Linked DNA regions of Mus musculus: all the other regions are linked to region 1. A link is a contact called in public Hi-C and promoter capture Hi-C data. All regions are on one chromosome and are shown on one strand. Each heading gives the region's core, a stretch centred on a gene start, on an enhancer-like site or on the middle of the called end of the contact. The rest is flanking DNA. Distances are from core to core; before and after follow the strand shown.

Evidence for each region. Promoter capture Hi-C pulls out the DNA fragments that hold promoters and counts their contacts. A called contact is a pair of places that touch in the nucleus more often than the background predicts.
Region 2: a contact with region 1 is called in a promoter capture Hi-C map of pre-B cells, with 2.4 times the contacts expected there. The contact joins the promoter of Ppp1r8 here to the promoter of Ldlrap1 in region 1. A contact is called at or near these places in 1 of 39 promoter capture datasets (pre-B cells) and 1 of 115 datasets of contacts at active chromatin or transcription factors (acute myeloid leukemia).
Region 3: a contact with region 1 is called in a promoter capture Hi-C map of pre-B cells, with 2.4 times the contacts expected there. The contact joins the promoter of Ahdc1 here to the promoter of Ldlrap1 in region 1. A contact is called at or near these places in 2 of 39 promoter capture datasets (liver and pre-B cells).
Region 4: a promoter capture Hi-C map of pre-B cells shows a contact between it and region 1, with 3 times the contacts expected there. The contact joins the promoter of Wdtc1 here to the promoter of Ldlrap1 in region 1.
Region 5: a Hi-C map of B cells shows a contact between it and region 1, with 5 read pairs. The contact joins the promoter of E2f2 here to the promoter of Ldlrap1 in region 1. A contact is called at or near these places in 1 of 39 promoter capture datasets (pre-B cells), 1 of 484 Hi-C or Micro-C datasets (B cells) and 1 of 9 other capture datasets (pancreatic islet).
Region 6: a promoter capture Hi-C map of liver shows a contact between it and region 1, with 3 times the contacts expected there. The contact joins the promoter of Id3 here to the promoter of Ldlrap1 in region 1. A contact is called at or near these places in 2 of 39 promoter capture datasets (liver and pre-B cells).
Region 7: a promoter capture Hi-C map of liver shows a contact between it and region 1, with 2.3 times the contacts expected there. The contact joins the promoter of Rpl11 here to the promoter of Ldlrap1 in region 1. A contact is called at or near these places in 1 of 39 promoter capture datasets (liver) and 1 of 9 other capture datasets (liver).

The regions. Positions count from the first base shown.
Region 1 is chr4:134,765,944-134,769,593 of GRCm38.p6, forward strand. Ldlrap1 (low density lipoprotein receptor adaptor protein 1) reads right to left here and starts at 2,061. Exons shown (of 9, transcript NM_145554.2): 1 at 1,873-2,061. The coding sequence starts at 1,957.
Region 2 is chr4:132,841,123-132,844,772 of GRCm38.p6, forward strand. Ppp1r8 (protein phosphatase 1, regulatory subunit 8) reads right to left here and starts at 2,047. Exons shown (of 7, transcript NM_146154.3): 1 at 1,935-2,047. The coding sequence starts at 1,990.
Region 3 is chr4:133,009,411-133,013,060 of GRCm38.p6, forward strand. Ahdc1 (AT hook, DNA binding motif, containing 1) reads left to right here and starts at 2,096. Exons shown (of 7, transcript NM_146155.3): 1 at 2,096-2,113; 2 at 2,780-2,877.
Region 4 is chr4:133,337,303-133,340,952 of GRCm38.p6, forward strand. It overlaps Wdtc1 (WD and tetratricopeptide repeats 1), which reads right to left and starts at 2,013. Exons shown (of 16, transcript NM_199306.4): 1 at 1,694-2,013.
Region 5 is chr4:136,170,384-136,174,033 of GRCm38.p6, forward strand. It overlaps E2f2 (E2F transcription factor 2), which reads left to right and starts at 1,891. Exons shown (of 7, transcript NM_177733.7): 1 at 1,891-2,655. The coding sequence starts at 2,398.
Region 6 is chr4:136,142,203-136,145,852 of GRCm38.p6, forward strand. It overlaps Id3 (inhibitor of DNA binding 3), which reads left to right and starts at 1,620. Exons shown (of 3, transcript NM_008321.2): 1 at 1,620-1,976; 2 at 2,092-2,174; 3 at 2,678-3,190. The coding sequence starts at 1,677. The coding sequence ends at 2,151. Gm42329 (predicted gene, 42329) reads right to left here and starts at 16. Exons shown (of 2, transcript NR_168524.1): 1 at 1-16.
Region 7 is chr4:136,051,300-136,054,949 of GRCm38.p6, forward strand. It overlaps Rpl11 (ribosomal protein L11), which reads right to left and starts at 2,094. Exons shown (of 6, transcript NM_025919.3): 1 at 2,049-2,094; 2 at 1,268-1,418; 3 at 315-421; 4 at 1-3. The coding sequence starts at 2,054.

The DNA of each region.
Region 1 (3,650 bases), core at 811-3,310:
CTGAGACCACCTCTAGGCAAGTAAGACAAGCACAGACACTCCCACAAAAGTTCCAGACCAAGCAATACTCTTCCCGGCAAAGGAATATTGCGAACTTGACACTTAACCAAAGATAGGCCAGGTTTCTGAGGAGCTCATTGTGAGCACAGAGCTTTGGGAGGAGCAGGGAGAGAGGAGAGCGCTGCATCCCTCCAGGGTACAGACAGGCTGAGGCCCCCATCTCAGAACTGGCCAACCTGATAAGAATCAGGTTGAATCCAGAGGACATGGACATAACTATATGGCGGTGCACACCTTTAATCCCAGCACTGGGGGATCAGAGGCTCAAAGCACACCTGGTCTACACAGCAAGTCCTAGGCCAGCCTAGACAACAAGAGACCTCATCACCAACCTGTAAAATAGACTAGCAACATCTTAACTGACACCTATCCCTGACCAGCCTCATTTAAACTCACTATCTGACACCTCATGACTGTGAACTTCTGATTTGTAGGCTTCCAACTCCCTAGTTCTGGGAGTACAGACACGAACCGCTACACCTGATTTGTTTAGTGCCGATACTGGAACCAAGAACTTAAAGTACCACGGGCTTCCTGCAAGCTAAGGCAAGCATCCTACCAAACACAACACACACATCCCCAGCCCCGCAGGAATTTTATCCCTATTTTCCAGGATAGGAAACAGAATCACTAAGAACAAGTGATCGGCCTTAAGGCTGGAGCTGGAAGGGAAACTTCTCACCATCCAAAATGTACCCTGATGCCCTAGATTCATCCCCTGCTTCCTGGCTCCCTCCCCTTCAGACCTCTTCCCCACCCACCCTTCTCTCTCTTGTCCCAGTAGAAAAACCACAGGGTTCGTCCACTGGAAGAGAAGGTCACACTCAGAAGCCCTGGTCACATCCCACGAATTTTTGAAGGGCTATTTTGGTAGTTAAGTGTGGAAGTCAGTACATGCCCTGCCCAAGGGGCCTCTGACCCCACCCCCGCCAGTAGGCACCAGCACGCGTTCCCGATGCCAGTCAGGGCTAGGAGGAGCCCACAACTGGAACACCACAGTGGGAATGAGGAGGGGCAGGGCGGGCTCCCGAGGCCCAGACACGCTGGCGCTCCAGGGACTAGGAAACTCGGGCTCCCCTGGTGGAGCCCGGCAAGGGAAGGTGCTGACGAGAAGCTGGGGGCGGGGAGGGGGTACTGTTAGTGGGAGAGGTGGGGGGCCCCAGGTAGGTGGCAGGTGAGGGTGTGCCGCGAGCCCGGGTACTTTGGCTTCACATCAGAAAGGGAAGGCCTGGGTGATCATCCCACGCGAATGAAAAGGGAGGAGGGACCTAAGCTAGGTTTCTCAGGCCTCGGGGGAGGGTGCCAGGTGACGGCTCTCCGAAAGTAACCCGAGAGGTGGCTGGGGGAGGCTCCTCTCCACCCTTCCAGACTCCCGGGAGAAATGGCAGCGAGTCTGAGTCTGCCTTTTGCCTAGGTGCCCAGGGACTCGGACCAGCCCCCAAGGAAAAGTACGGAGGAAAACAGGGTTTGTAAATAGCCTGGGCTCCAGCCTCGCCACCTGGACGCGTCCAGAGGGGAGGAAGCGGGACCCTGAATGGCACCCGGGCTGGGATCGCCCCTCGAGGCAGGGACCTGCGAAACTCCAGCGTCCAGAGGGGACCCTGTAGGTTGTGCTGGAGTGGGTAGAGAGGCTCTAGACGTCCCCTTCGCGCCACACCTGGGGACCCCGAGTTAAGCCTGATCCCTGTCGACCTGCCCCAGACGTGCAGCCGGACATGACCCCCGGCCCCGCCGCGCGGGGCGGGACGAAGCCACCCAGTCCACCTTGGCCCGGAGCTCGGCGGAGGCCCGACCCGGGGCGCATACACTCACTGCGGTGCCGGCCGCCCGCCCAGCTCTGCTTGGCCAGACTGGGGCTCCGGATTAGCGCGCGCCCCGCCGACTTGAGCGCGTCCATGGCCCGCTCCGGTTGTCGCCGCCGCCACTGACGCCGCTACCGCCGCCAAAACTCCTCCAGGAAAACTTTCCGCCGGGCCAGGCGGCGCGCGCCCGCTGCGCTCCTCCCCCGCCCTCCCCGCGACGTCTAGGGGCGGGGCCGGAGGGGCTACGCCCACCGCCACGCCCCTAGAGCGCAACCCCGCCCTTCCCGGACCTGGACCGGCTCCGAGGCTGCACGCGCGGTGTTCCTAAACTCAGAACCCACCAAGGCTCCCAGCCCAGCGCCTTTCCCCGTTCTCTAGCTACGGGATCCCATGGCCTTCTAGATAGCTCAGCTAAAAGGCACCTGGATACCGTTTCACCGATGGGAAGAGTGAAAGGTAGAACGATAAGGGTCTTGTTCAAAAATAAGAGAAAGAAAAAAACGATAGATGGGAAGGAGAGGGTCGAGTGGATAAAGGCACTTGCCGCCAAGCTTGACAATGATCCCGGAGACAACACGGTAGAAGAAGAGAATCAACTCCTGCAAATTGTCCTCTGACCTCCTGGCGCTAACAGTGGCACCTCCCCCATTGCTTACATACACAAAATAAATGTAAATAATTAAATAAATATGAGTGAGGGGCGCACCAAAGCAATGGGAGTCTTTGAACGAGGGAATGAAGGCCGCGAATTTTGCTGGGAAGGATCGGGAGTGTATTGGTAGATGCCCTTAGCAGCTTTCTTAGCTGTCCTCTGCCCCCACAGTCTCAGGGACATTGCAACCTTAGACGCAGACTCAGGCATGCTGTGTGACCCAGGCTGTCCTTCCCTGCTCTGAGTCATGATATCTGTCAAATGAAGCGTGATCCTATCTGTAGTGCACCCACCGGCCTGTCTGGGCAGGCCCTCGGTGTGTAGCCTTGCTCTAGCCTGTTTCCAAGGCAGCACCTGCTCCAGCCCCAGGAAGCTGGTAATTTAACTCTAGAGCCAGGAGCGATGGCTCAGACCGGTAATCATAGCGCTCATGGAGCTGAAGCAGGAGGATTCCTGCAAGTTCCAAGGCATCCTGGGGTATAGAGTGAAACTTTGTCTCAGAAAACCCAAATAACAAAGAATTCTAACTATTAAAAAAAAACCAAGAAAACAAAACAAAAAACCAAAAAACCCGCTAACCCTTGGTTCAGACTGTGCCCAAAGGAGTCTGGCGTTCACTACCTGGCTTCCAGAAGCTGGGCTTCAGCAGCGCAGCTGTGACCTCTGGCTAGTTTCAGAAGCCAGCAGATCTCTTCTGGCTGGGAGACACACATGCTGTGTGCTCTAGCTGCCCAAGGAGGCCTGGCTCACATTCCACTCTTTCTAAACCTCCTGTCTGTTCCAAGTGCTCCGCCTGAGTGGACAGTACAGCCAGCCATAGCCTCCTTTACAGCAGGAGACACGACATACCTGTGGTTCCCCAAGAGTCAGAGAGTGATGCCTCAGTGGGAATCCTAGTGGGGGGCATGGTCTGGCCATTATAAGTTTCAGCTGTAAAGGAGGCAAGAAGACCTTTCCCATGGAGCTGTCCTGTGTGACTGGAGTTAGAGGCGATAACTCCTGCCCCTGCCCTCAAAAATCCACCCACCTTCTCCAGGAAGCTCTCCTGGACCACTGTCTCTGGGTTAGATTTCTCCCCATGGGCTCCCATTGCTTTAAACTTGGAACATTATAATGCTGTCCCCCGTGATTCCCCC
Region 2 (3,650 bases), core at 797-3,296, 1.9 Mb before region 1:
TTTTAATACTGGCTATGCCCTTCAGAAATAACGCAGCTCAATGTCCTGTTCCCTGGAAAGGTTTTTCCTTCTTGTTTTTGGGAGACAGAGTCTCACGTCTCCAAAAACAAGCTAGGCTCAAACCTTTGTGGGATTGGATCTGAGGACGACCTTTAACCTCCTCCTCCACCTTCCCTGTGCTAAATTACATTGTGATGCATGCTTGGTCTAACCTGGGGTTTCATCTAAGATTTACTACTCCTAATATAAAGAAAGAATAAACCAGTTGTTTTGCTGGGTACAGAAATACACATGTGAATTCCCACCAGAGGGACCATTGCAACTTCAAGGCCATCCTAGTTTGTATAACAGGTGAGTTCTAGATCATCTAGAATCACATATAGAGATCTTGCCTTAAAACAAATATATGTTAAAATAACCAAATAACAAAAATTGTTTGTTTGGGGGCTGATCAATATCATTCTCATCACAAAATAAACAAAAAAACATTACCCAGATGAACTCTTGGTACCAAATCAGAGATCTGTAATTAGGGAACTAGAGCAAATCAAAACCACGCCCACGAAACCAAGCTCCAAAGGGAGGGAGGTGTGGGGGCACCCTGAACAGGTGTTTGTGAAAAAAAATCTAAGTCATCAGACTGTTTTCTATACCTCGCTTCATCATTCAAGGGGATGGATGCTCAAATGTCAAATCACCTGACACAGTTCCTGGTATACACCAGACCCTGAGGTAATGACAGGTGATCTCAAAGAAAGAGTCTCTTTATATTTGGCTGGCCCAAATTTGAAATAAGTGCAGCCAGGGACCAGTGTGGATAAAGAATTTGTAGGCTGAAGCACATGGATATGTTAAAAGAATAAAGAAATCCAGGAAACAGCCAAGCATTCATTCGCTTCCTGGGCTTGTTCTTTTGAACCTTCCAGGGCCCTTACATTTGCACAGAAGAAACGATATCGAGTCTATCTCATTGAAGATTCAACACAGACATCTCACAGCTCCGCTCCAATCTCTCATGGCAGTGGCTAAAAGGACAGTGCATCGAACAAAAGCCCATTTGCTTCGAGATACAGATTAAAATGAACATTAAAGCCAAAATATTTTGTCTGAATATCCTACCATGTGATTGACTCAGGCCTAGGAGCTGAGCATGATGCAAGGGTTTTTGCCCTTGAAGATCTCAATGTAACAGAAGCCCGAGAGGTAACACGTTAATAACCAGGAAGAGCCGCAACAGCAGAAAGGGCTCTAACCCCGATGCATCCTCGTGCAAAGCAGTTCCTATTCATTCATCTTGCACCCCACTCAACGCGGAAACCATCCTACTACTTCTCTGAACTTCCCAGGGGATGAAAATGCTGTATGCTAACAACTTCTGCTGTCTTTTGTACCGGGTTTCGTGCTGGTCTGGTCAGAGAACAAGGGGGAACAGTCCCGCGCCATCCCTGCCCGCAAGGAGCACCTAGTCCGCTTGGAGGGTGCAGCAGCCACGGAGGGATGCAGCATCAGGTTGGACTGAGGTAGGGAAGCCAGCTCGTGCGCGCTCCAGACCTTCAGCACCCGGGGAAGGTTTGATGCTCCCCGAGAGCATCGGGCACTCAGTGATGAGTTAGGGCAAGTTAGGGGCCAAGGCCTGAAGCACCCCGGTGAGCGGCTGACCTCCCAAGCGCTGTATAAACTGAATACCTTCGAGCCCCCAAAACTCGGGTTTCCGCAGAGCCTGGGCCCCAGCTCCAGGATCCTCCACACGTCGCCCGGCCCCTCACAGCGGACAGTTTTCCCTCAATCATTCCAGGATCTTTCTGAGACGTTCGTTTCATCGCAAAAAAAAAAAAAAAAAAAAAAAGGAAGAGGAAAAAAAAATACAACCTTCTCCTTTCTGTCCGGGTTAACTCACGCCAAGCCGCTCCAGTCCCAGAAACCTCATTACTCACCAAGTCGGGCAGTCGAACAGCGGGAGGCTGGAGCCGGAGTTCACGGCTGCCGCCATCTTGCGTCTCCCCCTCCCATTTGGCGGGTCTGAAGCACGCCGGGAAACTAAGAGCTCGGGAGGGAAGAGGCGGCATCCCAGCAGCCTGTGCGCAGCGCGTGCGTGCGCACGCGCAACGCAAGGACGCTCTCCTGGGAGCGCCTCTGGCGGAGGGCATCAGGGGCTGGGTTTGAAGTCTGCAGTGTTTGCTGGAGAGGCTGGGGGCGGGTGTCTCCTTGGTCACGGGGTCAGGAGTGGTTTGTACCTTGATGCGGCTTTCGCGCTGCGTTTTCCGCCAGAAACCCTAGAGCTCTGCAATCTGCATTAACTCCCAGCTACCCACCCCCTCGGGCTTCATCTAGCGATAAGCAGGTGATGGCTAGAGATAAGAAGTGATGGCTTTTTTTTTCCCCCTTTTTCCAGCCTTCCTTCGAAACACTGCATCTGAAAACAGAATCCTTACTCATTTGTCCTTTCTGATCCCAAGTCTGATGTGTACGGCTCAGTGGTAGTGTGTTCAGCAGGCGCGAATGAGGCCACTGATTCAATTCCCCAAAACCAGTAATTTTCTTAGATCTGGGAGAATCTATAGATTAGGCGACTGTGTCAGAAATCATGTAGTCTGTTTTTGAAAACTTTGGACAAACTGCTGCAAGGCACAGACTCAAAAGGAAAAAAAGCCTCCAATTTTTAGTAACTTAACCAATTCTCAAAAATGTTTAATTCATGGCCCCTTAGGATTTTTCTCTGTGGGTCATAGTGACATAGGAAGCATTAGGGTTACCATCTTCCTCTAAGCCATTAGCTTGCTGGTTGTAATGGTTTTGTCTATTGAGTGCTTATGGGGAAGTATGTATTTCATATGGATCAGTTCACTTGGTATTCCCAAAACTCAAGACAGATTGATTCCAGAAGAGAGGCTCTAGCCTCACCTTACAAGGAGTGGTATTCGAACCTGAGTCTATGTAAAGCCAAAAGCCAGGCTCTACTAGTCCCATATGTTTCTGACAACATACCATTCCTTCGTATGCAGTGGATGGTCCTTTTTTCACTTTTGCAGAAAGATGGGATGATGACTTCACAGTTTTTAAAAGAAACAAATGGTTGGAGGGTGTGGCAGCACATATCTGAAATTCCATCTGCCTTTGCTTCCTGAGATACAGGGTTAAAGGTAGTCAACACTATGCCCTGCTAGACAGTAAAATTAATAATAATAATAATAATAAATTCTCCAGGTTTCAGTAAGCAACAGCAATAGAACATGTCATGGTTTGAATATGCTTGGTCCAGGGAGTGGCACTATTTGGAGGTTTGGACTTGTTGAAATAAGTGTATCATTGTAGGCTTGGGCTTTAAGTCCTGTATCCTGGCTACCTGGAAGTCAGTCTTCCACTAACAGCCTTCAGGTGAAAATGTAGAACTCTCAGCTCCTCCTGCACGATGCCTGCCTGGATGCTGCCATGCTCCAGCCTTGATGATAATGGACTGAACCTATGAACCTATAAACCAGCTCCAATTAAATGTTTTCAGCATAAGAGTTGCCTTTGTCGGGCTGGCGAGATGGCTCAGCAGTTAAGAGCACCGACTGCTCTTCCGAAGGTCCTGAGTTCAAATCCCAGCAACCACATGGTGGCTCACAACCATCCGTAATGAGATCTGATGCCCTCTTCTGGTGTGTATG
Region 3 (3,650 bases), core at 846-3,345, 1.8 Mb before region 1:
AACCTGTCCCTAAATTCCAGGAAGGCTCTGCTGTGTTTTGTTTCTAGGAATCTGTAACCCTTTGGGGCTACCCACTACTTCTGCAGAGGGGACACCTGAAGCAGCCTGGAGAATTTGGAGCATATTTGGGAAATTCTACCTAACTTCTTTTTCGTGTGCCTTTTGCCACCTAACTAGCCATTCCCCCCGCCCCCTTTATGCTTTTCTTGAATATCGATTAGTCCCATCTTTCCTGGGGCTCTCTGCCACCAGTATGATCTCATCCCAACCTCTGCCTACATTTAATTCAAGCAGTAAGGGTCTTCCTATCCTTGGTAAAGGTGGGTGAGGCATTAGAGATGGGCAGACCTGGGAGTCTCTCACACCCATCAGCACTAAAGTTTGCCCTATGGGCGGCAGTTATGGCAAGACACCAAAAGTTCTGCTTGTGATGACCTCAGAGTTGAGTTTTGAAGCTACAAAGGATCGCTAAAGCACCTCCTGCTTTTATTAATGCCCGTTCTTATCATAATCAGTTCTTGGGGTTACTTTGTCTGCAAGCGAAGTGGCCCCTAGACAGAGGCCTCTCCAGCTGGCCACATGTGCCACGATGCCACATCAGTGGGTGTGCTTTTTAGAGCCTCCCCTGTTACTTGCTTTCTGGAAAAGTTTCAATTGCTCTATAGGTAGGGACTGGGAGAGATGGAGGGATGGTGAAGGTGGTGTGGATGTGTTGTTAGCATAATGTCACCATCTAAACATGTGTTGACTAGCAATTACCCTGCAAGAGCAAAGAAGGCATCAGAAGCAGGTGGATCAGGGAGTAAAGGCATTGCTAGAGAAGCTTAGGACATGGGGCAAGATGGACTAAGTTGGCAGACATTGGCCAAAGGAATGTCAGACACAGTCATGAGTTGGGATCAGCTCAGAAGCAGTCAATAGACAAGTAGCAGGGCAGTGATCACTGCATCACTCATCTGTTTCTTCTGCAAACCTTATCTACCTTAGTGCCAAGGGAGGACACATAGACACAGGGAAGAAAGATCAACAGTAAAGGATGGCGGGGACGCGGGGGGGGGGGGGTGGAGTAGAGGGAATCACCACTCTGTTACCGCCCAAGGGTTAAGGAAGGAAGGAAGCTTTGAAATTATCCAGATGCTGAATCTACCACTTTCTAATCGGGACACCTGGGCTCCGGAACTCTTATATCTAAAATAGAAATAAGGTCTCGTAGGGTTTTTTCTGCAAGGCTCCAAGGACCCCGTGCTGCCCGGGTGCTCAGTAAATGGCAGCCGCGGCAATTCTCCTTTCAGAGCTGTCCAGCCACCTCCCTGGGGGTAACAAAGCCTTCCTCAGAGGCGCACATTCCCATCTGTGGGATAGGCAAGGCAGGGGGCCCAGAGCCAGGGGCTGGAGAACAGATGTGACCTGAAGAGGAGGTAGGTGAAAGTGCTGCGCCCAACCCCCACGCCGCAGCAGGCGCTGGAGAACTGTTGAATTCCGCTCACAAACAATTGTTCAAATTCAGAAGGCATGGTATCTACACTTTGTCCAGAATTTTTTGCGCCCTCGCCGCCCGTGGACGACAATAAAAAGTAGGCGCTGGAAGAACTAAATCCAGGGCTGAGTTTGAGGCGAAGGGCCACGAAATGCGGAGGAGACTGTAGCGTTTCCAGAGCGGCTTTCTTGCCAAACGCCTCTTCTGATAGGAAAAACGTCCCCAAATTGAAAGTGTAGGTCCTCTCGTCTCTCCATGGGCCCTCTCAACGTGTTTGGGACACCCCAGAAAGTCGCAGCCCTTTTGGCTCATCCTCTGATGCCCGATTCCACTCATTTTATTCTCAGACCCCGCCCCTGCGCTACCACCCGCAACCTTGGCGCAGCCAGAGCCCCGAGTAGGGGCCTCGGAACGCCCGGAATGTTCCTAACCCTTGAGGAGGATCAGCAGTCCTAGATAAAACGGGATTCATCCGGGCCAGGGATACTCCGGCATAGGGTCCGCTCCGGGCCGCGCCGTCGGAGCAGCCGGAGTGGCCCCGCCCGCACAGCGCGCGGAGCGGCCGAACAGGGACTACAAGTCCCGGCGTGCTCTGCGCGCGCTCCCCCCTGGGGTTCCGGATGGTGAGCAGCGAAGGTAAGGCGAGCTCGCAGAGGCAACGGCGGCGGCGGCGGAGACGGAGAGAGGCAGGCAGGCAGGCAGGGCGAGGGCGAGAGACGGAGGGAGGGAGCGAGCGAGGCAGACCAGACAGACAGACAGGCGGGCGGGCGGGCCGAGCGAGCCACCCGCCAGGCTGCGCTCAGCCCCGCTCGCAGCGGAGAGAGCAGAAGGCAGGAGGAGGGAGGGGAGGAGGGAGGAGGGAGGGAGAGAGGGAATCCAGCTACCACCACCCAAAGCCAGCGTCTGCTTTCTGTCCTCATTTCCTTTTCCCACCCAGCTCGGAGAGCAGAGAAAGGCAGAGAGAGAGAGAGAAATAGAGACAGGCAGACAAACAGACAGACAGACAGAGCGGGAGGGAGGAGGGCGGCGGAGGAGGAGCAGGAGGACTACGCGGGGCGTCTTCCCTCCCAGGTTTGCAATTGGGGGGTTGGGGCGGGGGTGTCCAGGGCTGTGAGAGTGTGTGAGCGGCTGGGGAAGCGAGTGGGGCGCAGATAGCGAAGGAGTAATCGTGGTGGGGGGGACGCCGCGGGAGCGGGGGGCCGTGTCCAGCGGAGTTAGCGGCGGAGAATGTGAGCCGAGGCGCGAGCCATGCTGTCAGCGACGGCAGGCGGCTCAGGGCTCCTCTACGACTCCTCTTCCCAGCAGCCGGGCGCCCGTGTCGCTGCCGCCGGCGGAAGATAGACGCCCCCCGAAACCCCTCGCCTGGCTCGGACCCACGGAGCCGGCAGCCCAGCACTCCGGTAAGTAGCGCCTCCTGCCCAGCAATAGACGCGGTTGGGGACCGGCCGGCCAGGCTCTTTTGTGCAGCGCACTGTGGGGGGGCCCAGCGCCCCCAGTCCGGTCCGCCGGACCCCGTGGCTGCGGTGCCCGCGGTGCGATCGGTCTTTGTTTCCACCGGGGCCCGCGGCTCGGCTGGGCTCGGCTCGAAGCCTGGCAGGCAGCGCCGGGAAGGGGGAGGGGGAGGTGGACGGGGAGGGGGGGCGGGGAGGGGGGGTTCTCGGGTTTCCTGGCCGCCCCGCGGCTCCCCCGGCTCGGGGGCGAGGTGCGCGCCCAGAGCTGCCGCGCACCCCCTCCTCCTCCCCCTCCCTCCGCCTTTGGATTTAAAACTGCAATTTGCTCTCCAGCTTGCTGAGAATGTGGGGGGGGGGATGTAGGGGGACCGTGGGAGCGGAGAACAAGGCTGGATTTTAGGATAGGCGCTGGGAAAAGGGGAGACTGCGGAGGGAGGAGCCCCTCCCCTCCAGCCCCCAAATCCCAAGGTTCCGTTGGCGCTCTGGGAGTTGAGGGGCGGGGACCTAATGACCCGGAGGGGGTGTGGGGCGGAGGAGGGATTTGGGGGCGGCCTGGCCAGAGGGGTTGGGCCGCGTGCCCGGTTACCTGGCGAACAAAGTCGGCTCACTTTTGCATAAATAAATAAATAATCGTGTATCAATACGTTTCCTCTAGGGCTCTGATTGAATCGGCCCCCTCTTCCCCAGGGGGTGGGGTGCTGAGTGACAGCTGTCAGCCCCCT
Region 4 (3,650 bases), core at 763-3,262, 1.4 Mb before region 1:
AGTGAGCACACCTGTGCCCTAGGTAGAGAGAACTTGGGACCAGGAGGCAGGAACATCTTTGCCTCAGAAGGTTCCTCAGAATGATTTTCTTTTCAAAACCGATTCAGGCTTTACTTATTTATTTATACTTGGGTTTTCAGACTGGGTCTCACTAGGTAGGCTCATAAAGAGATCCCGAAGGCTTTGTTTAAAAAGGAACACCTGGAGCCAGGTATGGTGGCACATGCCTTTAATCCCAGCACTCAGGAGGCAGAGGCAGGCAGATCTCTGAGTCTGAGGCCAGCCTGGTCTACAGAGTGAATACAAGGGCAGCCAGGGCTACATAGAGAAAGCCTATCTCCAAAATACAAAACAAAACAAAACAACTTTAGGGCCAAGGGAAATAGCATTATACCACTTAATCCCTGTACTTGGGACTTGGAGGCAGGAAAATAGTTTATAGCCAGCATGAATTACAAGATGATTTCAAGGCCTGCCTGAGCTACATGAAACTTTGTTTTAAAACCCACACATGAAAAAAAAAATGCTTATCTGACACTTTATCCCGATCATCCACCCCATCCTTGGAAGGAATGGAAAAGCTACAGTCACAGTACTCAGCTTCTAAACTCAAACTTGAGAAAACTTTCAAGTTGCTCCACCAACACATTTACCTCAAGAGATTTAAGAACACCAGAGACATTCACAAGAAATTAGTCACACTCAGCTGCTAAGATAAATCGTCTGTACTGCTCAGATAAATCGCATGTAAACCCTCATACTTTTTTTTTTTTAATTCTTATTAGTCCTGGTAATGCACCTGCAGCGGAGAGCAAACCATAAGTCGCCAAGAAACTCCAATCACCGGGCTTGGGATGGGGGGTGGGGGGTGGGGCGTGGGACGGGACGCTCCACTAAAGCTTTTCAGAAAGAGATCCTGCGGGTTTGCAGTTTATCTCTACCGATTCTTATTTACCCTTTGAAGTGGGTACTAATAGCCCACTCCCAAGCAGAGACCCTTTGTACTTAGCGCTACAGTCGATGATGCAAACACCTTGGCAAAGTTCAGTTTGGTGCCAGGATGAGCCACTGAAGGCATCTGCGACTGCCAGAAGCCTGAAAACTCACTCTCTTTCTCTCTCTCTCTCTCTCTCTCTCTCTCTCTCTCTCTCTCTCTCTATAGAGAGAGAGAGAGAGAGAGAGAGAGAGAGGAAGGAGAAGGAGAGAAAGAAAGAAAAGGAGTATGGGGTGACAGAAACAGAGAGCAAGAGAGGGAAAGAGAGGCAGAGAGACACGGAAAGAGCAGACCAGGTCATTGACCTCTTGAAACTTCCACCTGCCCCTTTCTTCCTGAGTGCGATCGGCGCCAGATCAGATGTCAAAAACTCCGCAAAAAATAAATAAATAAAAGTCCCGTGATAGGACGACTTCTACCTCTGCCCCGGTGGAGCCTGCGGGACTCCTACAGCCTTCCCCCACCCCCTCCCCCGACCTCCCAGCCAGTCCTCTTCTAGCCTCCCTTCCCCGGCCCTTTCTGCCCTTCCTCGCCGCCGAGGCCTGACCCCTTCCCGGGACACCCCGGAGTCCCGAGGCGATCGGGCTCAGGCCCCCAAGCAGGGAGCCGGCCCAGAGCGGACGGCCCCGGAGCCGGGGCTCTGGGAGCCGGTCCCCGACTCGACATCTGCGGCGGGGATGGGGCGGCGGCGACCCGTACCTGTCAGGTCTCTTCCCAGGACCAGCAGCGGAGCAACTTCAGGAGCCCATGTCGGTCCGGGGGGGCCCGGCCCCTCTCCCGGGAGCAGGGGTGCGGATCCCGGGAAGGGGGCTGGGGACCCGGGCAGCTCTAGCCTCTTCCCATGCTCCCCGCCCGGCGCCTGGCCGGGGCCGGACAGCGCCTCCGCCCGCCCCTGCGCACCGCCTCACACCCGCGCTCACACACACTCACACTCCCTCGCGCGCTCTCACACACGCACTCCCCTCCCTCCTCCTCTGTTTATCTCCTCCAGCTGTCTGGGGACCCAGGAGAAGTCCCGCACTGCGCCTGCGCCACGCAGTCTCCGCGCCGGCCCCGCGTCTCACGGTCCGCGGCTACGCTACGGCGATGGCGCTCGGCAGTTTCCTGAATAGTGAGCGCGGGCCCTAGTCCTCTCTGCCACCCTCACCCCCCCTCCATCGCGCGCCCGGTCAACGTCTGCTGCCGGTGGCGCCCACTAACCTGCTAGCGGGGGAGCCCCCCACTTCGCCGGGGCCAATCGGCTTCACCGCTCGCGGGAACGGCAGCCAGTGGGCGGGCGGAAAAGCGGGGCTCAGCTCTGGAGTATCATGGGAGTCGTAGTTTTTCGCCATCGCAGAGGTCCTGCGGCGTGGACTTGCCCCGCCCGGTTACCATTAGTTACCTGGACGCACCTCCCATCCCACTACACCTTTTCTGAGTCCCAATTCCACATGTTCTCCCAGGTCCAGTACAGACCCTCCAAGGGCTAAGAGCTCATCAAAATTGCTTTTGATGCTGTAAATTAGGGGACACCTAAGGCTAAGACCCTGAGTCCTCCCAGAGCAAAGCCTCAGCCTGCTCCTTGCTCTAGGGGGCTGCTGAAGTTACAGGTTCCATGCTCGAATCTTCAGGTGCTGGAAGGAAAAGGTCCTATGTTGAGTGACCTGGGAGCTCTAGGAACCCAGATCGATGGCAGACAAGGTCTATCTAATACTAGCCAAGTAATTGCTCTTCTGACTTTCAAGCTCCAAGTCAGAACGGAGACACCCTCCTCTCTAAGGGAGTTCCAAGGTGACAAAGGTGGCAGTAAAGATAACTTAAGGGAGAGAGACCAGGAGCTTCAACTCAAAAGCAATCACCTTACATTTCTCTTCTCTTAGAGTGGCAGATACACAGTATGCCAACGTCTAAGTAATAACACTTTTATTTTCACTGTATTGGGCATGCTCTCTTTGATAGATACAATTGTTCCTATGTTTTTAAAAAGAAGAAACAAGCATAAAGTAGTTAAAAAGATGCTAGCCCAGGGTCACACAACTGGTTAGAAAACAAGGAATGAAACCAGGCAGTGCTGGAGACTAAGTACAAACATTTAGCACTTAAGAGTGCTGGTCCAGGGTTGGAGAGATGGCTCAGCGGTTAAGAGCACTGACTGCTCTTCCGAAGGTCCTCAGTTCAAATCCCAGCAACCACTTGGTGGCTCATAACCATCCATAATGAGATATGATGCCCTCTTCTGGTGCCTCTAAGACAGTTACATTGTACTTATTTATAATAAATGAATCTTTGGGCTGGAGCTAGCAGGGCTGACTGGAGTGAGCTAAGGTCCTAAATTCAATTCCCAGCAACTACATGAGGGTTCATAACCATCTGTACAGCTACAGTGTACTCATATACATAAAAATAAACAAATCTTTAAAAGAGTGCTGGTCCTAAGTTTCTCTTCCCATAAGTGTCTGGTCTTTGCTCATTTCTGTTCGGACCACTTGTGATTTCTTTCTCTTGTGAATTCAGGTCAGTCTTCATCTTCTAGAAAGGTTGTGGGGCATGCCTCCTGACCTTTCCTGCTTAGCTGTATGGAGAGACAGAGACAGAGACAGAGACACGGAGAGACAGAATACTCAGCTGGGCACATACCTCCAGTATGTGGGGGTAGATGTGAGTGGTCCTGTATTAA
Region 5 (3,650 bases), core at 641-3,140, 1.4 Mb after region 1:
TCCCTAGACTTTCTGATTTCAAATCTCACTCACTATTGCCTCTCTTTGCCGGACACACAAGCAAGTCGTAACACTTATTATCCACCTTCTGCATGCCAAGCCAGGCCTCATTCAGAGAGAGACTTGACTGAGAGCATTGAAAAAAACTTAGATAGAAAGCAATGATTTACAAGGCAAGAAAGCCAAGTCTTGCTTGAGGCAAACCACAATAAACGTTCAAAGAGTAAAGGCCTTCAGGGTGAGAGAGGGCAAACAGGCAGGGAAGGCTTCCGGGAGGAGGAGAAGTTTAAGCTGGGACTTAAGGGACCAGTGAAATAGCAGACTATTTTTTGTTTGTTTGTTTATTTGTTTATTGGTTTTTCAAGACAGTATAACCCTGGCTGTCCTGGAACTCACTCAGTAGACCAGGCTGTCTTTGAACTCAGAAATCTACCTGCCTCTGCCTCTCACATGCTGGCATTAAAGTCATGTGTCACCACCTCTTGGTGGTCTACTGTAGACTAAAGAGGCCTGTGTATTCCAGATCAAGTCTGATATAGCAACAGCTGTCGATTCTCATGGACCAAGCTCTGTGCCGAAGGCTTTGCATATACTGTGCCATGAGATTTCTCTGTGACTCCGACATAAGGAATGAGAGAGAGAGAGAAAAAAAAAAAAGACCCAGAGAATGGAGAAGAAATCTTGTCAAACAGCTTTCACAAAAGGGTTAGGGGACTGGATGTGAATTAAGAATGTCGAAGAGAAAGCCTGGGCTACCTGGTTTGTGATGATCTGATCAGGTCTTAACACGGGGACTCAGCCCACCCCCCCTCCTGTTGTGGTAAAATAATTGTTTAGGCCGGTCAATGGTGGCGCACGCCTTTAACCCCAGTGCTTGGAAGGCAGAGGCAGGTGGATTTCTGAGTTTGAGGCCAGCCTGGTCTACAAAGTGAGTTCCAGGACAGCCAGGGCTACACCGAGAAACCCTGTCTCACAAAAACAAAAACAAAAACAAAAACAAACAAACAAAAATTTGTGTAGAAGAAACCTGGAGGTGTTTGATTCAGGAAGGAAGAGTGCTGGGTCCTGTTGGGGAAAATGACCTGACAAACTCTGGACCCTCACCCACGCTGTGCCTGTCAAGGGCGGGGCAGAGTTTGGGAGAGTGGAAAGGAGCTCTTTACTAGAACAAAGACTCCCGACCTGGACTGTCCTACATTTGACTGCCAATTCTCAGATCAGCGAATCTGTGAATGACCCGAGGCACAATATCCCGCCCCTCCGACTCCCTGGTCTTACCCATCCCACTTCTCCGGATTGATGGGATAAATTAAACAACATAACATATATAATGGTCTAATCTTAGTGTACTGTACGGGCGTACAGTAGGCGCTCAATAGAGGTTAGTTTTTTTCCTGAAGAAAAACATAAAAGGGAGGCGCCACCCTTCCCTGCCCCTCTGCCAATTAAAGCCTGGAGGAACAGGTTCCTGGGTTTCATTTGAAGAGAAAGAGGACATATTGGTTATATTAATTAATATATTAATAAATGATTTAACCTAACTAAGCAACAAAGCGAAAACAAAAGGTTTTGTGGCCAGGGAAATGCACTTGAGGGTCAAGACTCAGGTCCCGACTCTGACTCTCTTTCAATGTTTGGCCCCACCCCCAAGGAAAAGAGGTCCGCTCCTCAGCGCTCTTCGCTGTACTGTTGGTCCTTATGCTGGGTGTTCCAGATGCACCTCCTGCCTCAGTTTCGCCTACTGTTACAAGAGGACGCTGAAGTCAGCAGATGTCGCGGCCCCTTTAAGCCACTAAGCTCCTGTCGTAATCGCTGTTTCTTAGACTAAGCCTTTCCGGGGGTGGGTGGGTGGGAGGAGCCTATATATATTGTAGCAGCCAATCGAGGCGCGGCATTTTCCGCGGGAGATCCGAATTTGGCGGCATATAGTTTGGCGCTAAAAAAAAAAAAAAAGAAAAAAAAAAGAAAAAGAAAGAAAAAAGAAGAAAGAAAAGAAAAAGGAGTCCAAGCAAGGGACGGGAACTAGAGGGGTGAACGCAGAGCTCAGCAGGGCGCACAGGACACCCTTCGCGGGTCAGAGCACACGAGTGTCCGCGGGGTCCGTGGGCATTCCGGGACGCTTTCACGCACGGGCGCGACTCCGGACGCCCAGATATTCGGGGCACGAGCCGGACCGGGCCAACTCCTGGCAGTGCCACCTGTGCCACGCGATCTCCGAGTGGCGATCTCCGAGCTCGGCAGCGCTGGGCGGCGGGCCAGGAGGGGAGGGTCCGGCCTTGCCCGGCGGGCGTCCATTGGCGGCTGCTCCCGGCGTCCGCGGTGCAGCCGGCTGCAAAGCCCGCAGGTGCCCCGCGCGCGCGCGCCAGACCCGAGTGGGTAGGGGGCGCCGCACTCGCCATGCTGCGCGCGCCGCGGACCCTGGCTCCGGCCACGGCGCAACCTACAAAGAGCTTGCCGGCGCTGAACCCCACCGAGCTGTGGCCTTCGGGTCTGAGCAGCCCCCAGCTCTGCCCGGCCACCACCGCCACCACCTACTACACTTCGCTTTACACGCAGACGGTGCCTTCCTCTGTGGCGCTGGGCACCTGCCTCGACGCCACTCCCCACGGACCCGAGGGCCAAATTGTGCGATGTGCACCCGCAGGCCGGCTGCCGGTAATGCTGGGGGACCCCCTGTACTTCCCGTATACGTGTCTGGGTGGGGAAAAAGGAGAGAGGGTGCTTGGGACGCCCTACGGCTTGATTACAGCTGGTTGAGGTGGGGAAGCGGGACTGGCAGTAGAGAGAACCCTTTCATTTTCCGACTCCGTGAAGTAATCTCGCCTGCTGTCGCGGACTGCAATGAGCACTGGTCAGGGGAGCCTGGAGACCTAGCCCAGTGCCCCTAGCGCCTGCGTGACCTTGAGGAAGCTTCCAAGGCATCGACGATGCTTAAGTTCATTCATTCTTTCATTGTTTACGCCAGAACCAACACCTGCTTTTTCAGGCCAGGGGCTTGGCCTGTGGGATTTCCTGGTGACTTTAAATCCGCATAGGTCTCCCAGGTCTCTGGTCCAGCCTGGTATCTGGACCAGAGTTGTCTAGCCAGCTCCTTCTCAAGTGTTGTCCTCAGGTCCTCCCCACAGCCTGCTCATCGTCCGAAATAGCCAGTAGCAATGCAAATGTAGTCCGTCTCTTGGGTTTCCTGTTCAGATGGACTGTGACCTCGCGAGTGAGAGATGTGTTGTCAGGGAAGGCCTGGTGTGGTGGCGTTTGGGCTGTAGTACAGGGTTTGTGGGAATGGATGAGAAAGGGCCTGAGGGAGTTAGAGGGAGGGTTGGGGTGGCTGGTTTCAGCTCTGGTCTTCACTGTGTATATTTGGATGTCAGGGCCTCTGTTTCCTCTTCTTAAAAAAAAAAAGTTTTAAAATTACATTTATGTGGGGGATGGGACCGTTTGTGCCACACTGTGTTTGGAGGTCAGAGCACAACTTTTCAGAGTTGGTTTTCTTTTTCAGAGTGGGTCCTGGGGATCAAACTCAAGCTGTTCAGCTTGGTGGCAAACTCCTCTACCCACTGAGCCATCTCGCCAGCCCCACCTTTCCTCTTCTAGAAAATATATCTTCCTTGGCTTGTCTCCTCTGTTAGTTCCAGGTTTGGAAGCAGGTGTCA
Region 6 (3,650 bases), core at 370-2,869, 1.4 Mb after region 1:
ACTGTCACACAAGCATCTGGTGTTCTGAGTCAGAAAGTATTTATAACAATCCCTCAGTGCCCTTTCTCTCTGTCTGTCTCCTCATACAGCTGATCAAAGCCGTGGTATCTGGGTTTGCTCAAGATTATGTGTCGATAACCAGTAAATAGCAGAGCTGTCCGGATTGAACCCAGGGCTTTGGCTCCCTAGACCGATGTCCTTCCAATTATTGGAACTGTCCCAGCTCAGAGGTCCCATTGTCCTGTTGATCAGTGCCACACACTACTGAACACTTAATTGTTTCCTGTGTTAATCTTGTCCCCAGACATTGTGAGATTCTTGAGAGCAGGAGCCTCTGTTTCATGTGAAGCAACTCCATAAATATTTACCAGGCTGATTGATTAAGAAAGCAATCTCGTGGCTGCAAAACCCCACCTGTTCTCTCCCAAGATGGAAACCAGAATTTTGGAACTGCTGAGGCTTCGGGGTCTGGGAAGCAGAGCCAGGCAAAGAATAGAGTGCACTGTCCTTTTGCAATATGGGATTGCCTGCCTGCTGGCTGCTCTCCTGCTCTCTCAGATGGGTGGCTGGGGCTACTTCAGCAGGACGAGGAATAATCATGTCCAGGTGGCTGCCCTTCCACAACAGAAAGGGACAGACAACGCGGCGATGAAATTGTTATTGTTTTCTACAGAGTGTGCAAAGTGTGCAAAGGGAGGGAGGCTGTGCAGAACGAGGAAGCAAACGCTAGACAGCTGACCCATTTGGTTCTATGTATGCCCGTGGAGGGGACCTTCTAAAAGGGTTTATGCAGCAAGCACCCCCATATTTGAAACCTTGTCCAAAATCCTAATCAAATTCACTTCCAAAGCACAACCGGGCATACATTTAGTTCCTAAAGGAGTTCTCGGTGGAAACGGTCCATGCTTTTTCTTTCTCCGTGGAAAAGGACTGGGTCCAGACTGCTCTTATCCTCTTTCCCCTGGTGCTCAAATAAATAGTGTTCTCTGCTTAGACCTCCCTTTCCCTCCTTCTTCTGCAATCTCAGCGCCTAGCCCAAATCTGTTTTCTTCATTGTAACCTCAGCTTCACCGCAATTAATTTTTTCCCCCTCTGGTCACAAGATAATTCCTGACGCCAGTGAGTCTGGAGGTCAGACGAGCAGCAAATTGGGGAACAAGGCGGCACTAATTCCTTACAAGTTTCCCTTGAAAATTCTTGAGAGAGAGAGGAGAGAGAGATCTTTAGTTGTTCAAGGGATTTATGACCTCAGAGCTGTGGGTTCGAACCAGTATTGGGGGGAGGGGACCTCAGAGAACTTGGGCGCCTCCAGAAAAGGCATATTCTTAAAAGTTAATGGTTTTAAGTGATTTTTTTTTTTTTTTCAAATCTGTGCTGGCTCAAGAGCCCCGCCTCTCCTCGGTATCAGCGCTTCCTCATTCCTCGCATCCGAGGCTCCGCTGTCCTCGGCGTCAGACCAGCCTAAGGAAGCCTGTTAGCAATTTAAACCCACTGTGAACGCCCAGGACCGGGGAGGCGGTGCCCAGGGCGGGCGGGGGTGGACCCTTGGCGGTCTGTTTTGAATAAGGGGGTGTGTCCTAGAGAGGACTCTATAAGAGTCGGCCGCTGCAGGCGTGCGCGCACTGTTTGCTGCTTTAGGTGTCTCTTTTCCTCCCTCTCTATCTCTACTCTCCAACATGAAGGCGCTGAGCCCGGTGCGCGGCTGCTACGAGGCGGTGTGCTGCCTGTCGGAACGTAGCCTGGCCATTGCGCGAGGCCGCGGTAAGAGCCCGTCGACCGAGGAGCCTCTTAGCCTCTTGGACGACATGAACCACTGCTACTCGCGCCTGCGGGAACTGGTGCCGGGAGTCCCGCGAGGCACTCAGCTTAGCCAGGTGGAAATCCTGCAGCGTGTCATAGACTACATCCTCGACCTTCAGGTGGTCCTGGCAGAGCCGGCGCCTGGACCCCCGGACGGTCCGCATCTCCCGATCCAGGTGCGAGAGGGAGCCAGACCAGGCTGCTCTGAGCGTGCGGGCAGGGATGCTGCGGGTCTTCCCTATCGCGTCCCCGAGTCCCTTGGCTAACTCGTCTCCTAACCTTCTTTCACAGACAGCTGAGCTCACTCCGGAACTTGTGATCTCCAAGGACAAGAGGAGCTTTTGCCACTGACCCGGTCGTCCTGGCACCTCCCGGTAAGCTTTCTCCTGGCGCGGGCGAGGAGGGAGGCTTGCATGGGAAATCCTGCCTTTGACAGAACATTGTAAGGCTTAGGGTTCAGTCGGTTTAGGGAAAAAGCCAAGCCACTGAAAGGCAAAAGCCTTATCTATAATCAGTTAGAATAAACGACAGAACCTATGTCAATATCACGTGCATTCCTTAGACACGCTGTCCCTTCTCATCCCGGGTGGCCAGAGCCCAGGGCAAGTGGGCGCGCGGGTCGCACCAAATGAGCCTTGGAGTAAAGGAAGCCCTCCCCCCTTTCCACTAGTGTTATTTCTAAGCGGGAGGGGGAGTGGTGACTCCGCCTGTGGTCCTTTGGCGCCAACTGGGTGGAGGCAGTGTGGGGAGCGGAGTTATCAGCTGGAGGTAGAGACCGAGTTTCCTCCCTGGCGCCGGCCAGTCTGCGGCATCCTCCGCCTGGGCGCGCTCGGCGGAAACTGACGGCTCCCTCGCTCTTCTCTCCTCCCCCGCCCAGAACGCAGGTGCTGGCGCCCGTTCCGCTTGGGACCCTGGGACTCTGGGACCCTCTCTCCAGCCGGAAGCCTGAGGGCATGGATGAGCTTCGATCTTAACCCAGCCCTCTTCACTTACCCTGAACTCAACGCCTCGAGGCTGGACCTGGAGCCCGAGAGAAGGACTGAACTTGGGTGGCCTGAAGAGCTAGCACACGCTGGTCAGCAGCTGGGCAACGTCACTCTGTCCCCACCCTGACTCAAGTCTAAAAGACTGGCTTTTCCGAGAATGGGGTGTCGAGAGGGTGTGGGGGGATGCGAGTGGCTGCCCTGCGCACTCTGCCAAGGCAGCATAAGAGCTGTTCTTCTGGTTTCCTTGGAGAAAAGCTCTGCTGCCCTGATTATGAACTCTATAATAGAGTATATAGCTTTTGTACCTTTTTTACAGGAAGGTGACTTTCTGTAATCATGTGATGTATATTAAACTTTTTATAAAAGTTAACATTTTGCATAATAAACCATTTTTGAACACTTTGTGTATGACATCTTGCGCCACCTCCTAGGAGCTTGGGGCGGGCAGATTTGCATACCCTTTTAGGGACGAGAAAGTTCCCAGCTGAAGCTGAGGGCTAGGGTGGCTTGGTTAGTAGGAAGGGCTGGGGTTGGGAATCCCCAAAAACATTGGAGGTTGAAAGCAAGGATCTATGATCCTACTCTCAATTACAGGAGCCTCTCCTACAGCCGGCAAGTCTGAGACCGAATCTTTTTATTTCTTCAATTCCTTGAAACTTGGCAGCAGCTCTTAGATGGATGCCGCAAATGATTGGGCGAACCTTCCTGGCGGCTCGGGGTCAAGTGTGGGGATGAACTATTTCGTATTTAAATAAACTGCCTCCATTAACTTCATGCTTTCTGGTCTGCCTTCCCCCCAGACTTCCAAACTTGGAGAAAGGAACCCTGCGGGTGAGGTGGGGGGTATAGTGATTTGTACTTTAA
Region 7 (3,650 bases), core at 844-3,343, 1.3 Mb after region 1:
CACCTGAATGGACACAGAAGTGACCATGCTATCCATCATGTTCAAGTAGCCCAACATGAGCTCAGATCAACACCCAGTAGGCCCAGAGCAAAACCAAAACTCTGTGAGTCCTAGCTAGGAGCACAGGTATCCCTCCCCTAACCAAGTCATGCCCCAGCTACAAATGCCATCAAACGATCCCCACTTCCAAAGAGCAGAGAAAATCCCAAGGACAGAAATCCAGGAACAGTCATCTCTGAAACGCCAAGGCACTGTATGTGTGTATATATAGCCCATCTCTGACAATGCAGCAGCCTCCACCCCACCAGCCTCACCTTCAGGCCTTTCTCCAGAATTTCCTCTGCCTTGGCTCCGCGGACTGTGCAGTGAACAGCAATCTTCTCATTTCTCCGGATGCCAAAGGACCTGACAGTGTATCTAGCTGCAGGACGGGGACACAAGAGGCAGGTAATGTCTTATTTCCATTGCACGGCATCTAGCGTGTCAGTCAACATCGTCCACAACACAGAAAACAGAGCTTTCCATCTCTAATTTACCCAGCCATACTAAGAACCTCAAACAGCATGGCCATAGTAACAGACACAGGTTAGCAAGACTGTTACATTCCTTGAGAGAGAAAAATCTCAAATGTAGCCCAGGCTGGCCTTGAACTGGCAGCAATCCTCCTGCTTCAGCCTGGGTAATGGGGTTACAGTTGTGGGCTATCAGGCCCAACCAATGATTATGCTCTAATTGGGAGACTAAAACTGACAAAAGCCAGTGTTTTCAAAATGCTGACTGTGGTCCTAAGAAACAGTATCCAAACCCAATCACAGACCACCCACAACCACACTAGCAACAGACTCCATGTTTCTAGCAAGGTAACTCCTGTCATGTGGCCAAACAAGGGAATCACAATTCATTTTAAGTGAGTTGAGGCAGAGCCAGAAGTTAAGAAGCACTGGTGGGGGGGTGTTGGAAAGATGGCTCAGAGGTTTAACAGGTTCTGAGGACCTACACGGTTGTTCACAACCAACAGAAACGGGATCTGATTCCCTCTTCTGTCATGTGGGCATGCATGCAAACAGAGTACCCATGCACACACACACAAATACAAATAAAAGCATGGATAGGACCTCATGCCAACAGTGTACGGTATTAACCCTGTTCTTAGCTGTCAACCAGGCCCACGACAGCTCACGTTATAAGTCCATTTGCACCCGTGCTCCGGTCAGATGAAGCAAGCTTTCCAGATCCACTCCTCTCTGGTCAGCCCACCGCCACTCACCTTTGGAGAACACCGGGGTCTGGCCTGTGAGCTGCTCCAACACCTTGGCTGCCCGGGTCAGTCTGTCTCCGCTCTCCCCGACGCAGATATTGAGGCAGAGCTTGCGGATGCGCAGTTCCCGCATGGGGTTCTCCTTTTCCCCTTGATCTTGCTGCGAAGAGGGACACAGCCATCAACACCCTCCCGCCCCGTCAGAGACGAGAAACAGCCAAGGTCTTCTCCGCTCTGACTTCTATCGTCCCGGATCCCGCCTAAGCCCTCGGGACCACCAAGGTCTCCGCGTTTGGAAGAGAACGAACACAGAGAGAGAGCCTGAATCCCAAGCGGATCCACGAGTAGGGAACAGACACTAGAGATCGTAGAAAGTATACAATGTAACCCTAATCAAAACTACAGGAAGTACCGGCCTCTGCGCCATGCCGTCCCCCTTCCCAAGCTAGCACGGGTCCTGCGAGTAGGACTCGCAGAAACTCCCCAGCACCACACAAGCTGCAAGTGTCCCCTTGGCCCCGCCGTGGACCTCCGCACGTCGCGCTCGCACTTCCGGCAGCCCCCAGACACTGCGTCTGGGCCCTCGGGGCTGCAGACCTGAGCCCCATTCTTAGGATGGGCGGCGATGCGGCGGGGGTGCCCCACGGCCGCCCAGTCCCGCCGGGCTTAATGCCAACAGCCTCGCGGGCTCCGTCCTCCTCCGGCCACCCGCGAGACAGCCGCCCTGGGCTCCGCCGACTGCGGATGGAGACGGATGAAAGCGAGGCAAAGCCAACTCTCGCCTACTCACCGCCATGGTGGAGAACAGGAAGAGAGAGGGAGACTTCCGGCCCCGTGGCCTTATGGGTCAGGAGGCGGGCTTTTCTTCTAGGCAGACAAACGAGGGGAGAGGGGGAAAGAGAGGCATAGCTGTCGTGGCGCTGCCACCTCTAGTGGACTGTCCTCGAAACTGCAGTCATCTTGGGCAAAAGACTAGGTCGTGGGTTGTCCGATGCTGGTATGTTCTTGAGTCCATGACTCCAAGAACAGTCTCAGAACCTGGTGGTTCTTGAGTGATGTCACTGCCCAAAGTCCATTAAATCAGTTGAGCAAAGGGCTAGAGAGAAGGCTTTACAGTTAAGAACAAAATTCCCGGCATGAACACGGTATTTCAAAACTGGTTGTGCCTCCAGTTCCAGGGAGACAGATCCCTCTTCTGGCATCTACAGGCATCAGGCCATGTGTGCATACAGGCAAAACACCCATATAAATAAAATAATTTTTATAAATAAATAAGCTGAGACGCCAGGCAGTGGTGGCGCACGCCTTCAATCCCAGCACTTGGGAGGCAGAGGCAGGTGGATTTCTGAATTCTGGTCTACAGAGTGAGTTCCAGGACAGCCAAGGTTAGACTGAGAAACCCTGTCTCGAAAAACAAAAACAAAAACAAAAACAAAAAAATCAGCTGAGGCTGGAGAGACAGCGCAGTAGTTAAGAGCACTTGACAGCTCTTCCCAAGGTCCTGAGTTCAATTATCAACAACCACATGGTAGCTCACAGACATCTGTAATGGGATCTGATGCCCTCTTCTGGTATGCAGGTGTACATGCAGATAGAGTACTCATACATAAAATAAGTGCGAAGATAAAAAGAAACCATACAGATTCTAGACCCTTTACTTTGTAACTATGTTAACAAGTATACAAATCAGAGTAGTGGCTTAAATCAGCTGTTCCAGTCTGATGCCCTTGTCTTCCTTCTGAGGACCCCAGGCACACACTTACAAGGACATATGTGCAGGAAAAACTTAAATACAGATAAACTAATAAATAAAAAGTAAATTTTGAAAATAAGAGTCCTGAGCTGTGAATACAGGCAGGTGTGGGTTTGATCCAACTAGCTAGTTACTAATTAAAATTACTTCTGTCTGTTTTCCCCTTGTGTAAAACAGCTACTTCTGTGTCATGGGTTACTGTGTAATTCAGTGAAGTATGTAAGTTGTTACTTTTATAATTAAGTCAAGCCTACAACATCCAAGCAACACCCACCTTCCAAAAGAAGTATTAGACATGGTAGCTAAAAAGAAAAAGGACATCAGAGGTGAGAGAGAGAGAGAGAGAGAGAGAGAGAGAGAGAGAGAGATCTGACAATGGCTTACAGATGCTTCTGAGAAGAGATCATCAGTTACAGACTATAGGACACGCCCCCTTCCAGGGTTACATTGAATCCTCAGAAGCTGAACTCAAGGATGAGGACCACCAAGATCCACATCCCAGGCAGATGCTGGCCTTCCTTGAGTCAGTCAGTTTCTCTAACATGAATGCATGGGCAAAGAAGAACACAGACGCCTTCGGTAGAAAAAGGGCCTGCCCTCTCCTTCCTGCTGCCCCCAGTACCCTTCTCTAACCCACAC